4 separate regions of the Mus musculus genome follow, and regions 2, 3 and 4 are each linked to region 1. Evidence: chromatin contacts called from public promoter capture Hi-C data. All regions are on one chromosome and are shown on one strand. The core of a region is the stretch at or near the end of the contact, and the rest is flanking DNA. Distances in the headings are between cores, read along the strand shown.

The links. Promoter capture Hi-C pulls out the DNA fragments that hold promoters and counts their contacts.
Region 2: a promoter capture Hi-C map of hematopoietic stem and progenitor cells shows a contact between it and region 1, with 6 times the contacts expected there. The contact joins the enhancer-like site here to the promoter of Arhgap44 in region 1. A contact is called at or near these places in 9 of 39 promoter capture datasets (the 3T3-L1 cell line, the C10 cell line, cranial neural crest and 5 more), 1 of 115 datasets of contacts at active chromatin or transcription factors (embryonic stem cells) and 1 of 9 other capture datasets (adipose tissue).
Region 3: a contact with region 1 is called in a promoter capture Hi-C map of cranial neural crest. The contact joins the enhancer-like site here to the promoter of Arhgap44 in region 1. A contact is called at or near these places in 6 of 39 promoter capture datasets (the 3T3-L1 cell line, cranial neural crest, hippocampal neurons and 3 more) and 1 of 9 other capture datasets (adipose tissue).
Region 4: a promoter capture Hi-C map of embryonic stem cells shows a contact between it and region 1, with 2.8 times the contacts expected there. The contact joins the promoter of Dnah9 here to the promoter of Arhgap44 in region 1. A contact is called at or near these places in 5 of 39 promoter capture datasets (the HPC-7 cell line, embryonic stem cells, hematopoietic stem and progenitor cells and 2 more), 1 of 484 Hi-C or Micro-C datasets (the HPC-7 cell line) and 2 of 9 other capture datasets (adipose tissue and liver).

The regions. Positions count from the first base shown.
Region 1 is chr11:65,160,841-65,164,528 of GRCm38.p6, reverse strand. It overlaps Arhgap44 (Rho GTPase activating protein 44), which reads left to right and starts at 1,568. Exons shown (of 20, transcript NM_001099288.1): 1 at 1,568-1,943. The coding sequence starts at 1,891. LOC115487730 (a long non-coding RNA gene) reads right to left here. Exons shown (of 3, transcript XR_003949568.1): 2 at 2,140-3,688.
Region 2 is chr11:63,527,029-63,530,716 of GRCm38.p6, reverse strand. No RefSeq gene overlaps it. Among named protein-coding and RNA genes, the nearest start is that of Gm40016, 65 kb to the right of the region's middle. Within about 2 kb of position 2,021, at least 1 of the 459 cell types and tissues checked has an H3K27ac peak or open chromatin away from gene starts, as enhancers often do.
Region 3 is chr11:63,703,853-63,707,540 of GRCm38.p6, reverse strand. No RefSeq gene overlaps it. Among named protein-coding and RNA genes, the nearest start is that of Gm29958, 86 kb to the right of the region's middle. Within about 2 kb of position 2,085, at least 6 of the 459 cell types and tissues checked have an H3K27ac peak or open chromatin away from gene starts, as enhancers often do.
Region 4 is chr11:66,166,947-66,170,634 of GRCm38.p6, reverse strand. It overlaps Dnah9 (dynein, axonemal, heavy chain 9), which reads left to right and starts at 2,084. Exons shown (of 69, transcript NM_001099633.1): 1 at 2,084-2,578. The coding sequence starts at 2,168. It overlaps Gm12296 (predicted gene 12296), which reads right to left and starts at 2,600. Exons shown (of 3, transcript NR_153847.1): 1 at 2,052-2,600.

The DNA.
Region 1 (3,688 bases), core at 319-2,818:
ATCCTTGTGGAGACAAGGGGGGTGGGGAGGAGGTATGAGATGTGGAATGGTCGGAGGGTGGAACAGGAGGGGAATAACATCTGCAGTTTAAAATAAATATAAATAAATAAATAAATAAATAAATAAATGAATGAATAAAGGATTTTTAAAAACTCAAAATAGAAGTACTTTGTTTATATAAACATGACGTTGACATGACTGTATGTTGCCACATACAGTCAGTCACAAGCACGATGCCTTCACTGCTAATTGACCAGAACTCTTGACCTAATAAGCAGAGGCTGAGCTCACAATTAATTAAAGATTTCATGTTCATTCAGCCAAAACATGCCTCAAACCATCATTTGTTCCGCTGGCCAGTAAGACACTTACATCCATATTTAGGGCATCTTTCTACTGTAATCAACACACTGCAGAGAATCTCGGGTCATAGATGGATGCTCTTCCTTTTTTTTTTTTTTTAAACTATTTTCATAATAGGAATGATCCTGGATTTTCCCATTATGCTATCTTCCATTGTATCTGCCACAGTGGACTACATGATAGCCTGTATGTAGTTAGATTTGGAAAACAGCACTCTTTCATTTCCATCTACCAAACAGCAGTGCTTTCTACTTGAGATAGGGAAGCTGGAGATGAGAGAGTCCCAGCAGTTTTCCTAAAATTGCTGATTAAATATGTGAGATTCTAATGGGAAGACTCACATTTGTTTGATCCAATGTCTCTACTGCCCAACAACTCTGACTTGATATATATAAAGATGACAACTAATTGAGATCACATGTGATTTTCTTTCTTTTTTTTACATTATTTATATTTATTTAGTGTGTGTGTACGTAAGACAACATGCAGGAGTTAATTTTCTCCTACCGTGTATGTTCTAGACACTGAACACAGGTCAATAGGCTTCTTTACCTATTGAGCCATTTGCTGTCCCCCTCACCTGCCACCTTCCAAGTCTAATGAGCCACAATTTCTTTCAACCAGCTGGTAAATGCCAGTGGGCTGCCCAGCTGATACCATTTCAGGTCTAGTGGCGGTAAGGAGATGGACATAGCTATGGTAATAGAATCTAAATCATACAAGAAAGCTGTCTCAGGTTGTGCTAGTAGACAAGACGTTACTGATTCAATCTTATGTAAACTTTTGGTTACTTACTGGGTTTGAAAAAGATTAAGGATGGCATTTTGGGATGCATGCTACGCCTAGTTCGAAACCCCTTTGTCCCAAGCTTAACACTGTGATTGAACACCAATAAGGTGACTTTATACAATTTAACGAACACATCTGCCTAACATATCTTCATATGAATTCAACACTGAACATCTCGCATTCGCTTGAGAGAAAATAGGAGTCAGACGTTTACTCTGTTTGTTGTTGTGTCGTTGGTTTCACTATTCAAGCACGAAAGTATTTCCTTTACTACAAGGCTAAAGCCTAAACGTCTTGGTCATACTGTCTTCTCTCACCTCTGCACAAAAGCTGTCCCTACAAACTTTGGACAGAGGAAAGGTGGGAGCGGCAAACTACAAGTCCCAGCATGCACGGCGCATTCCGCACAGGCGCACGGGGACCACCCGGCCAGCTGGCTAGCCAGCCTGCGGAGACTCCCCGGTTCGCTCGCCGGGCTGGGGCTGGGGGCTAGCTACAGCTGGGGCTGACCGCCGGGCGCCTTGGGCGGCCCCGGGCGTGGCACAGAGAAGGATGCGGCGGGCGGACTAGGCGGAGGTGCTCTCGGGAGGCTGGGCGCGGGCCAGGCGGCTCCCCAGGCTCCGCAGTGCCGCCGCCGTCGCCCGGGAGGCTGGGCGCGGGAGCCATGTAACCCTGCGGTGGGCTCCGGGCAGCTCAGTCCTTCCCCAGCTCCCGGGCTAGCGCGGCAGCGGGGCCACGATGAAGAAGCAGTTTAACCGCATGCGCCAGTTGGCCAACCAGACGGTGGGCAGGTAGGTCACCCGCTGGCCGCCCAGGGCCGGCACGCCCGCGGGGCTGCATCTGCCAGGCGCAGGTGATGGAGCTGCCCGGCCTGGAGCTTGTGCGTCCCTCCTGGGTCCGCGCGGGTCGTTGGTGAGACCTTTCCTCTCCCGACCCCTGCTCGCTTCTCGCTCGCCGGTCTAGGCTCAGAGAGTGACGCATCCTCACCTGCGTCCCCAGCTGCCCCTTCACCTCGCCCTCTCTGCCTTTCCTCGGGACTCCCTTTTCCTCTGGTAGCGATTCTTCCTGGAAACAGGTGTTTGCTCTGCTGGAGCTGCTGGCTGCCGAGTCGTTGGCTGCCTCTGGAGATCTCTTCCTCCCTGCGCCCAGTTCAGGGCTGCTTAGGGTCCTGAGGTAGTGTTGGGCCTGGTCGACACCCTCCTTCCCCACTGGAGCCCTGTTTGTTTTCAGGGGCTGTGACTGTATGGGATGCTGGATCACTTTCCTGGCTGTTTTTTCCTCAGCGTTTGGGGGTGGGGAAAGGATGGCGAGAAGGGGGAAGGTGCTGGCTGATGTAGGCTCGGTCCCAAGACTGATTTCAGTGGAGGGAGGGAGGGAGGCTGCGAAAGTGAGGTTCAACTCCCTTGGAAGATGAGAGGAGGATCAGAGAGAGGAGGATCAGAGGCTCTCAGCCAGGTAGGGGATGGGACAGTCTCTCCTCCCTCCCAGTCCAGAACAGCTTGGCCCCAGGAATCTGCAGGACCCAGACTGCTCTCATCTTGGTGAACATGGACTAGATCTGGGCCAGTGTCTCCAGGAGCGGATCTGTGGGGTGCCAAGATCTATTAAGGTTACATAAGGATTCTTAGTGGGTCCCGTCCAAAGCTAGACATTCTTGAAACACAGGCTTGTTAGATAGAGGGGGATTTTTCATGGAATCTGTGTGCCCAGGGCCGGATTTCTGTGTGGTTGTTAAAGGAATTTAGGTGTGCAGTTTAAAGTAAGCAGAAAGGGAAGAACCAAGCCTTGGGTGCAATTCAAGTGCAGGCTCCACACATAGAGTGCTCTCGGCCAGGTTTGTTGAGAAACCAAATACCTTTCTTGGGTGGGAAATGGAGCTTGAGCTGGCACCTGGTAGGGTGGGGGTGGGGACTTCCCTGGAGAATAGAGGACATGAGGGAAGCATACTGCCCTAGTTACAGTGGGCATTTGAGGGCAGGGGATGTGATGGCTTCTCATGCTTTCAGGAACTCCAGATGGTTTCCAAGTAACCTAAGCGTTTCCAAGCTTCTAAACTAGACTTGGATTCATTTTCCCTTCCCAAACACATGTGCTTTAACATGAGGGGGGAATTTATGAATAGCAGAGTCAGATTAGCCCAGATTTTTGGCACGGTATTGCCACAAATATAGCCTCACGTGGACTGTCTTTGGTATGTTGGATGCTGAGATAGTGCTTTCCTGGTACTGGGGGGTGTAGCTGTTGGTTGTCAAGCTGACCATTCTTTACTGTCTTGGCTTCTGGATCACACTCCCTGGGCTCTGGCATACATGATGGCAGTAGACATCCCAGGGGTGGGCCCCTCACTCTGACCACAGGTTGCTGTTTCTCATGGAGTATTCTCAGTCCACTTAGTAGCCTGGTGTTCTCTTGGAGTGTTAGAGATTGGTGCTCGGATATAGATGTCTCAGGGAAGGCATTCGTGTTGCTTCCAGACACCTGGCTCCTATCTTCCTTCAGGACTTGTTTTTAAGTTGTGAGATTTTTGAGGCATGGG
Region 2 (3,688 bases), core at 772-3,271, 1.6 Mb after region 1:
AAGCATCCCCAGTCTTACCCAGCTGTGAACCTTGCAAGCTACAGTAACCATTGGCCTGACGAGATATACCCCCTGGCATACCTGGCACACATATGGAAATAACCAACTACTTTCTGATTGGATTTAAGTTCTACTCTGAATGATGAAATTCAACAATTCACTGATAGGCTAAGAACTTGTAATGAGATAGTCCACAGGACCCAGGGGTGAGCCCACTACTATTATTCTGTTAACTAGAAATAATATTCAACCTTCTCCTGGTGAGTTATGGGTTACACATAGATTCGTGCTTCTCTCATCAGAAAAGCTTCTATTTGAAGTAGACGGTCTTTAACACGGAAATCCACAAAGTGGCTAAGGTACAGAGAATAAGAGGGTGCAGAAGGCCCAACCCTAAATGGAGCATCTATACACCACCCCTTTCTACCAAGGCTCAACAATCATTGCAGAGAAGGGGAAAGAACTCTAAGAGACAGAGGTAGGGAACAAATGCAGGGAAACAGGGTCCTCCAGACACAACAGGGCAACTGCATACACGAGCTCACAGTGGTTATCACAGTATACACAAGCCCTATGCAAGCTGAAGCCAGCTCATAGCCCAGCACGGAGCAAAGGTGATTGATAGCTACTGGGAGAGGGAGAGTCAGTTCTCTTTAAGAGTACTACCACTGGTAAGTTGACCAGGCTTGGTGGACAACCACACATCTGTGAATACATGGGCATCACAATAAACTTGATGGATAAAAGCATAAAAGAGAACACAAAACTGGGTGACTAGGGAAGAGGTGTGTGTCTGGGAGGAGTTTCAAGAAGAAGGAGATGTGGTCAAAACTCATTGTACTAATTCTCGAAGAACAAATATATAGATTAAAATATATAATTAAAATATATATAATAAGTTTTACATTATATATACTTTACATATTATATACAATATATATCTTTCCCTACACTTTACATACAGTGCTTGATATTGTTGTAAAATTACTACCCATATTTTTATAACTTTTATTCATTTTTATTTATTTCATGAATATACATGATAGTGGGCCCCCTCTACTCACTATCTCTCTCTCTCTTGAATCCCTGTGAACACTGTCTCTTTCTTCCTCATACTGTCTTGTTACTCACTTAGTTGAACCAGGATCATTTGTGAGCCTGGTGGGTCCACAAGCAAGGAAGATGACAGCCTCTGCCCTGAATCTGCCAGCAGTCAGTAAGGGTCGATGTGGTCCTTGGAGTCCTATCCACTAGAGCCTGGTGCACTCATCCGTGGAGACATAACTACAGACAATGTCCCATCTCTGGAACCCATCAGTTCACTGGGAAGCACAGGACACTGTGAAGCTAGCTTCAGTCTTATTGACTATTGACAGGCCCAGTCTTATGCAGGCCTAGTGCAGGCAACTGTAGCCACTCTGAGATGATTACTGCAAAGCCTGTGCCATGCCCAGAAGATGAATCTTTGAAGCTCTTTCTCTCACATGGATTCATAAGCAGGTTACATGATGTCCAGAGAAAGGGAACTGTTAGACAAATCTACCTGATAGGCTATATTTGACAGTTCCCTTATATGGTCATACATAGGCAGCTTGTAGTCTCTGATTTACTGATGTTTGACTGAGTCAAACTTTAGGTTCTGCTGAGGCTGAGGTATTAGCTAGAAGAATATAATTTCTGGTTAGGTTACAGTTTGAACAGCAAGTTAGTCACAGTTCCTTATGAATAAAGAAAACATCACACCGAACTTGCAACCCATTCAGAGGCAACACTGATCAAATTTAATCAAAGTTCACTTCCAATGAAACACACTGGTTAACTTTTGTTTATCCCTTAGATTTCAGTTGCTGGATTTGGAAAGCATTTGTTGGCTTTCTCAGCATAGGAGCAGAGGTTTGAAAGCCCCATATTATCCGATTGCCAGACAGGTCACCCTGCCAGCAATCACCTGACTCTTAGCCTTGAGATCACTTGTTGGCTCCTCAGAGTTTTTCCCTCAGTCATATCTTTAAGAGGTTCGCAACTGTAGCATTCAAGCCAGCCTTTCAGCCATACCTGCATGCGGTCACAAGGGCCAAGGACAGGGATACAGTAATTCTCCCCTTGGCTGGTCTTGACTGGACTTTGAATGTTTGCCATTGCTTGTGGTTTCCCAGGGTCTCTCTCCTTCAGTCCACTCTGCACTTAGGCACCAAAGAGACCACGTAAAGTGGGTTTGTTCTTCAGAGCTCTATCTGCCTGCTACAGTTTTGGATAGAGCCTGCCCACTCAACTTCCCCAAGACAACAGTCTTCCTCTCCATCCCCAAAGTGAGGAACAAGCCTCCTTTCAACAAAGAATGTGGGAGTTCTGCTTGTTGCAATTTCTCTCTTCCAACCCTACTAAGGATTAGAGGAAAACTGTGTGTGGGAGGAGGTGGTGGTAGATACCATTTCACACAGAGATAGCAGGAGAGAGGTTCAGGTGTCACGTGTTCTGTTAGTAAAGATCAAATACCTGTGCCCTCTCCTTTGATGCTTCCTCAGGGAAAGGAATCTACAGTGTAGACAGACTGCATCTAGCCATTACCAACTAAAAGTTCAGCATCTTCTTAAAGCATGGGCTACAGGGCCCTGCCTGAATTACATTAGCAATACCCAGTTCCTGACTTGGGAGTGGAAGTGGTTTCACATCTCAACAAGTTTCAAGAAGACGCACAAATTGCTGGCCCAGGGACCACACTCTAAGAAGCTCTATTTTTGAGAAAGAATAGAGCGGAAACACTAGCTGTGATCCAGAGGACAAACCTCTGTGTGACCTGAAAGAGAAACAGATACCTATAGAGGGTCTTCCTGTCCATATTCTTCTAGGCATTCTACAGCTTCTCACAGTATTTTCAAAGACAAGATGATTTAAATTTGAATTAAGAAATAAGCTTCAAGACACGTAGAGAAATGAGGTGAGTTTTCTTCTAAACAAACAAACAAACAAACAAACACAAAAACAAAAATGAAAAGGTAACCCTGGCTGAGCCCCTAGAGTTGCTAGGCAAGCTGGCCAAGAAGACAGAGACAGCTCTAACCAGCAACACCTTCTGTTTCCATGTGCTGAGGTTCCATTTGGTTAGGGAGGTTAGGAAAATAAGTACGATTGACCCCAGCTTTTCCAGCTGGAAGCCTGATCTCAGAGTAAAGAAGAATAAACACACCGTGCCTGATAGTCAGACAGCTCACAATGGTCAGGGATCCCGAAAAGGAAAATGTCAGCCTAGAAGCACCCAGGGAAAAGAGCCTGGCATCATTTGTGACTTCTTGGCTTTGTGCTTACACGTCCCATCACATTTAATTTAATCCTCTAAATGTCCTTATGCAATCAGTTACCCAGAAATCCTAGCGATGTCAAAGCTTTGACCTATGACTGACCCTTTGAAAGGGTAATGGAAAGGAAATAATAAGCCACCCAACTGGCTGAACTTGAACTCAGACTTCTATTGTTTTGGAACGCTTTGGGGTCAGGCCATATGATTCCTTAGACTTGTCTCAAAGGTTTACAGTATGCATCGGAACCTCCATGACTCAACTTAAAACCAAACAACACAGAAGACTTTCTCCCAGTGGTTTTCCCACAGGATCACCCTGCTGTAGCCTCCAGCTCAGCCCCAGAAGTAAGTAAGCATCCTTTGTCTTTGTGAACTCACCTCTTCTCCTGA
Region 3 (3,688 bases), core at 836-3,335, 1.5 Mb after region 1:
TCTATTTATCTACCTTTTTCTGAGGTCCTCCTATGGTTAACCTTGAGCTGAGGTGTTCAGAGAGCCTGGATAATGCAGAGAGACAGGTGCCCTCCCAACCCCTTCATCTGATGCTCTGATTTCTGCATCCAACTCCTTCTACCCCACCCCGCCGTTCTTCCTACTGGCAGCCTTCCCACCCACCCTGTGTGCACTTGGGCTCACCAAGCACTTCTGCATTGATCGAGTCTCTGCCCTAATTGGATCAATCATTAATCACTCTGCCTTCAGTTGTTCCTGGAGGGCTTTAAATAATGGAGGGACTTAGGCTGTTCTAAAAGCAGCTTAGGGGACCTGCGGCAGGCACCAACTGTGTAGCTGCAGCGTGTTCTGAGCCTTGACAAAATATTTGTACTTTCAAGCCTGATTTTCTCTGTCCCTGGAGAGGTTTCCATCCAGGGCAAGGGAGAAAAAAAAAAAAAAAAAAAAGGAAGGCAGGAATTTTCCTTCTGTTCTGGCACTCGAGTGTGGTCCAGAAAGGACCGTTGTGGACTCTGACGCCTGGCTTAGACCATTACTCCCTCCCCCATGCACTAGGTAGGGACCTAGGATAGTGTGCATAAGACCCCTGAATCGAACTGGAGGAAGGGAGTTAAACCAGGCGTCAGCAGGGTGTGAGGTGTGGGTCTCCGGGAGGTCCTTCCTCAGGCCCTTCCTTAGGAGGCTTCTGTCCAGTTCTGGATGAAGTAATAGCTAAGCCTCATACTCCTGAGAACTATCCTATGATGCTGCTTCTGGAGATGAGCTAGTCTTTGGTGGGTTTGAGCTCTGCCTTTATCCGGTGCCATCCCTTCCATATTTGTGTGTGTGTGTGTGTGTGTGTGTGTGTGTGTATCCTTACTCACTCAAAATGTAAATGTAAATGAATTAGAAGAAATTCCAGTCATGTTATATTTTTTTCATACTTGAAGCATATTTTGAAAAATCAAATTACTTCAATTAAATGCTGTTTGTCTTAGGATCTTCCCTTTGTGGGTACAATAAGCATGTGTTTGGGTTACTTAATGGGTGACTGTAGCTGAACTGTTCATGTCTGTGGGAAGGCACATCTGTCGCTGCAGGAAAGCACGAAAGCACGAAAGCCTAGGTTCTGTCTCTCCTCCCCTAGGGTTGACGCCTGGCTCCTCTAAGTGCTCAGCAGTGATGGACTCTGGAGCAGAGACTGACTGGGTCCAATAACATTCACAACCCAGAGAGACACCAGAGTGCAGTCACCAGCAGTGACAGATCTTTGTCACAGCAACTGGGAAACAGGCAGGACGTGTGATTGGCACCTTCTGTCCCTATGGAGAAAACAGTACAATAATACAGCATCAGAGGCAGAAAGCTGCTCGCCCAAGATAGAGCCAGAACTGGGAAAGTGGGTCGATTAGAGACATCCTTCTCCTTACCACGTGCTGAAGGAGGAAGTGCCAGCATAGGCCTCCAGCTCTTTCCTTTGGGTTTTTAAGACTGACCAATGATAGTACTGATTGGAGCTTACTGAGTCAAATACTTACATCCGAAGTGTTAATAGCTGGGAACGATTCTGCTCTCTCTACCTGGCATTTGGTCTGTGGTTCAAGCCTCTGCTCGGCATTCTTAAAGGACGGGGGTCAAGGTAATGAGCAGGGAATGACAGCTTACTGTAATTGCCAATAAGATTCAATTCTAACTCCCTCAAGAATCACAGAGCGGAGGTAACTGTGTTCACGTGCCTGTGGCAAAGCTGGGAGTGTAGTCGTAATATAGTTTTGTTTATTCATTCAATATGTATTAATTGAGCTCCTACCGTGTGATAGGTTTTGTTGTAGATTAAGAAAGCAGGGCGGCAAAAGTCCTGCCTTAGCAAACTTGCATTCTAGTAAGGCAACAGATAAATACATAGATAAACAAGTGGATAAATTATAATGCCAGATAGAGATAGGATAGGATCCAATTAAGAGAAGAGGACAGAAGCAAACTGTGCGCAGTATTACTTCAAGAACTTACTCTTTGAGAAGGTGACATCTGAACTGAGACTCGAGAAAGGAGAAAGAACTGGCCATTCAAATATCCCAGAAAAGAACATTCCAGGGAAAGTGGAAGCAGCTGGGGAGAAGACAGTCCACATTCAAACAGCAGAAGGAGGCTGGAAGGCGGGGGGCGGGGGGTTCAGATTTTAAGGGTATGGGAAAGCCCTCCAGGGCTCTCAGCTTGTGGATGATATGCCCAGTTTATGACCGAATGCAAACATTTTCACTAAGATGTACAGGGCGGACTGCAGGGAATTCAGAGTGGAAGCAGATTGTAACCTCAACTTCAGCCTTCAAGCCTTTTGTCCTCTCTGTGATCCAATCCTTCTGACTGCTTAGCAGCTCCATTCAGTTAAACAAAAAGCGGTGGCTGTCAAGCTGACATTTGATTGACAGAAGGCTCGTTGGTGAACTGTTTTAATATCAGGCAAAAGCAGTCCGATTCTGAAGTGCATCAAGACGACTTATACGTTTGGGGAAGTGGACTGAGTTAAGACGGCTTGGTCAGCTAAGCCCTCTGGAGGTGAGCTTTCAGTTTTAGACGTTAAGTAGCACTAAACAATGATTCCCACTCGGTCCTTGAAAATACACCCTGCAATTCTTCTTTCTATTTCTGGTTAGCCCTGTCTTCCAAAATCATGGCCCCAGCCACATTGCTCTTCTCCTTTACCTAGGAGCTCCAAGGCCCACATATCTCTGGAACTAAACTGCAGTATTTGCCTCAAGAATGTTTTGAGTGGTCAGAAGCCAGATGCCAGCCTCCTTTGTGTCTGAAATCAGGTCTGCATTCTGTTCTTTAAGCAGACTTGCATCCCAGCTTTGAAAGAACTTGTGTATGCTACCTGGTACCCACTACTCAGCCCAGGACTCCCTAAATGTGAGTGAAGATGTTTTTAATTTCGTCTTCTTCTGTAATTCCAGGATGCAGGAAGAATCCTTATGAACCCTTTCCCCTATGAGCTTTGCTTGAAGTGATGGGACTCTTCAGTCTCTGTTTACTGGAGGCAAGACTGATAAAGAATTCTCCTATTGGAGAGGTCAGCCCAGGACAATGGTCACCGCACTGGGGATCCTCTCCCTCCTTTCTCTACCAGTTGGGTGGCAACTGAACCTCTTCAATATCACTTTGAACACACTCCGTTGAGGGTTAGTGGATAGGTCAAGGGATAAGAGCTACAATAATCCAGTCTGTCACTGGGAAAGAATAAATTGCCACTCTCTAGTATGCATGACCTTCACCCCAGTTATATGTTTGAAGTAATTACTGGAGTATGTGTCAGTGGTATCTGCGTGAGAGTTAAAACAGAACTCACAGTCGAGGGCTCTGTTCACTCTTGGAGGTAGCTCAGTTTCTGGAGATAAATTTGCAGTTCAAATAGGACATTCTGAAATTCATCCAAAGCAGCTATTTCTTCACAACAATGCCAAATGACATTTGAACTTGAAAAGCACGTGCACAGAGTTGGGCTGCTAATCTGAATGTTGTACAATGGCTAATTACATTGATTTAATACATCAAGCTGGAGTCTTACTGATAGATTATTTTGGCTCACTGGTAGACTGCATAGCTTATGTCAATTTACATTGGCTCAGAATATGCAGCTAGGCATACATTGGTCAAATGTGACCCCAGTCTTTGCATATTGCATATTTTG
Region 4 (3,688 bases), core at 835-3,334, 1.0 Mb before region 1:
CCTCCTGCCAGCATTCAACCTTGACCTGCCAATTTGGAGAGTGCACATAACACCCCAAGCCTGCTCAAGCCTTCTAATGATTGATGGAGCTCCTAATGGGAGCTATTTTATCTTCAACATCAGTAAAAATCCTAATCCACAACCATCAAGACAAGCTTTTCTCAGAACCCTCACCCACTGCAAAATGTCTATGTTAAGGAATTGAAAAAATCAGCATCTAAAATGGACAGTTGTGTTATAGAGAAACAAAAACAGATGGTGGTGTTTGCTTTAGGCAGGTATCTTCAGGAACTCATTCATTCTCTCTGGGTACATGCACATGTGTTCACATACATGCTTATATGTGCAGATATGCCCCATGCCAGTCAGGGTATGATGTATGGAATCTTTCTCTATGGCTCTCTGCCCTATTTCTCCAGTGGATCAGAAGAAGTTCACTGCTGGCTAACTAACCAGGGAGCTCTTAGGATCCACCTGTTCCTGACCACCAAAGTGTGCACAGCTATGGAAAGCATTAGTACAGGCACTAAGGAGGTTGAACTCGGGCCCTTGTGCTTGCAAAGTAAGTTTTTCTATCCACAAACACATCTCCCCGTTCCATCATTCATCCAGTTTTTATATATGTTGGGGGTATGAGAACAAACAAGATAAAGGGGAAACAAAGCCAGGGTGAGAGGGGCACAAATTTTATTTGAAGAGCCAATAGAATGTAGATGAGTTCTCTCTATATATAAAACATAAGCAGATTAACACAATGGAGATCTGCCACCCAAATGGCATGACTACTCCTTATAGGAAGAAGGGAAGAAGAGAGGAAAGGAGGGAGGCAAACAAGGGAGGAAGGAGGGAAGGAAGGAAGGAATTAAGATATGTAAGAATCCTCTGACATTTCTATTTTCCCCCAACGTCTTTTTGGGAATATCAATTATCAGATTCATTTTGCCCCTTTCTTCTTAATTGCTCCACTTGTTGTTTAATGCAGCAATGATAAAACACTCTTTATAGACACAAAGATCCATTTTCTAATGCAAACATTTTCATCACAGAACCCCTGGGTCCCAGTTATCGAGCAGTAAATCATTTCAGCTTCCAGGCACTGGTGTTGTCCTGGGCGGGGCTGGGGGGGTGGTTCTTGTTAAGCCAAGCTGCCTTTGATAAGTGCTACTCTGTTAATAGTCCTTGAAGCCTGATGTAAACATTCACTTTACTAAGAAATCCCGCAGTCCCTGGGAGGTAATACAATCGGGGGTGGGGGTGGGGGGGCAGACAGGAGATTCTTGCAGACCGGAAGGCCTCTGGCTGAGTGTCCATTTCCTTTTTACACACACATATCCATTCCTTCGTTCACACACGCATACAAAGACCCAAGTGATTGATTCTGATCACGGAGAAGGATCAAACCTATGAGGAGTGATAATTTTCCAGGTCAGAAGGGGAGCACGCTGCATATTTACAAGCACTTCAGTATATTTAAGAATTGACCTCGGGCCACTCGCATGGAAGACCATTGTCCAGCACAGCTGCCCTTTTGGCAAATGAAGGTGCAGGCAAAGCAAGGTACTGGAGATTATTTTTTACAATAATTTATTATAAATGTCTGAAGAGGAGACATTCGAAGTGATTGCTAGACACGCATGCTTATTTAATTGCAAATTTAAATGAAACAATTAAGCCCTGTGTCACCAACAGGTCGAGTGTCGCTGGAAGCTCATAATTTGAAGGAAAAAAAAAAAGTTCTATCCAACAGCATTCTCCGAAAGTGTTTGAGTTGTTATCTTGGGAAAAAAATTGTATTGCATTCATGGTATTATCCTTGGCGTTGGGATTAACTTTTTAAATTATATATTTAGGACAGAGTAAGAGAACTATTCATTTTGTGTATGGAGGCGTCTGAAGACTTTAATCTGGCCTTAGACAAAAGAATCCCACGCAAGCCTGTGCCTGTAGTCTTCAGAGCACGTCTAGTCTACCAGACCAGCTTGGATGTGAGAGCTTCCACCAGTTTCCCAGCAACAACGACGCGACCCCGCCCCTTCTCAGCCCCTGCCTACCTTATTAACTTAGTGGGGCGGAGCTAGAGTCCAGTGCCCAATATAAGGAGAGCAGAGGCAGGAGGGCCTGGCATCCCCGTCGCTAGGGAAACAGACGCTGCAGCTGGCAACACGCGATGCCCGGCGCCAAGGAGCAGGCAGCGCTGGCGGAGTCTGGGGACGAGGAGCCTGGAGACCCGAGGCTGCGGCTTCTGGGGACTTTTGTGGCTCGGAGCCTGCGTCCGGCCGCGGGCACCTGGGAGCGCTGTGCAGGCACAGCCGAGGCGGGGAGGCTGCTGCAGGCCTTCCTGGATCACAACGCTGCCTCGGATCCGCGGCCACTGCTGGTGGTTCAGTCCGGGCCCGGGGGCCTGGTGGTGACACCCGGTCTAGACGCAGGACCAGAGCCCAGCCGAGCTCGCGCCAAGGGGCTCTTTTTCTTGCGCACTAAGTCCGAGCCTCCGGGAAATCACAGCCTCCGCGGCACGGTGCTCTGCGGGGACCTACCCGCGGTGCCACTGGAGCACCTGGCCCCGCTGCTCTCAGAGGTGAGGGTGGGTGGATGGCCCCTTGCTAGCAGAGGCTCGAAGTCTAAGGGAGGGAAGGGGGAAGAGGGGCGTGTGCATGAGGGGCGGGGTCAAAACCAAAGAGGTGGGGCGACGCTGCAGAGGGATTGGTACGTGGGCGGGGTCACAGGAGGAGTCTGTGGTGGAGTCTGAAAGAAAAAGGGCTGAGATTGGAGCACAGCCTGGGAGGGAGTGGAAGGGCAGGGCTGCCAGTAAACCAAGACCCTGGTTGGTGATCTGCTGGGTGCCAGCTGGGGACAAGTCTGGGTGAAAGCCAGGCCACAATATGAACCAGCTTTGGGTCAGGGGGTTGGTTCAAGAGGAAGTCATAGTGTGAAGAATGCCTGAGTCCTGGCAGCTTTGTAAGTCATCACGCAAGGGCCAAGGACAAGAAAGTGGTGAATTTTGAGTTAAAGTTTGTCTGCTGGATGGGAAGGAGCTGCACTGCTTTAAATAGTATCTACCTTTGCAAAGAAGTTTAGAAGGAGGCGATTTGGTTTTGATTTTAATGTCCTTCATTTACCATGCAAACATTTATGGAACTGCCTTGGGCTGGCAGCAGTTGGGTATCTTTTGGTCAGCAGGCATTGGGAAGAATCTGTCCCACCTCTGGGAAAAGAGATACAGGTGGAGCCTCTGGGCCTTCAGAGCTCAGAGGATTTTCGCAATGGTAGTTAGATGAGAATCTTGAACCCATTAGACCTTCCCAAAGGAAGAAAGCTTTCCTGGTAGTTGAGTTGAGCACATGTGCTTCTAGAGGCTGGCCCTCTCTAGGTCTAGCCAGTTGTGAAAGGAGTGTGTGCAGATACTAGCTGTGTGGCGTTCTGTATGCTTAGTGCCCTGGAAACGGCACAGAAATGGAAAATAAATTCCCATCCATGAGATGCTTCCCAAACACACTCATCAGATCATGCGTTCAACGTATTTGAAACTGAAGACAGTGAGGGTGAACACTTCTCTAAAACTTTGGCCCTAGTGGTAAAGCCAGGACATGACTCTTCCTTGCTACATCTAATGTTAGCTCCCTAGTTGCTGTGAAAGGGGAAATCCCGAGGAGGAATAGGATGGATGGGCAAGCATTCAGAGTCTGGG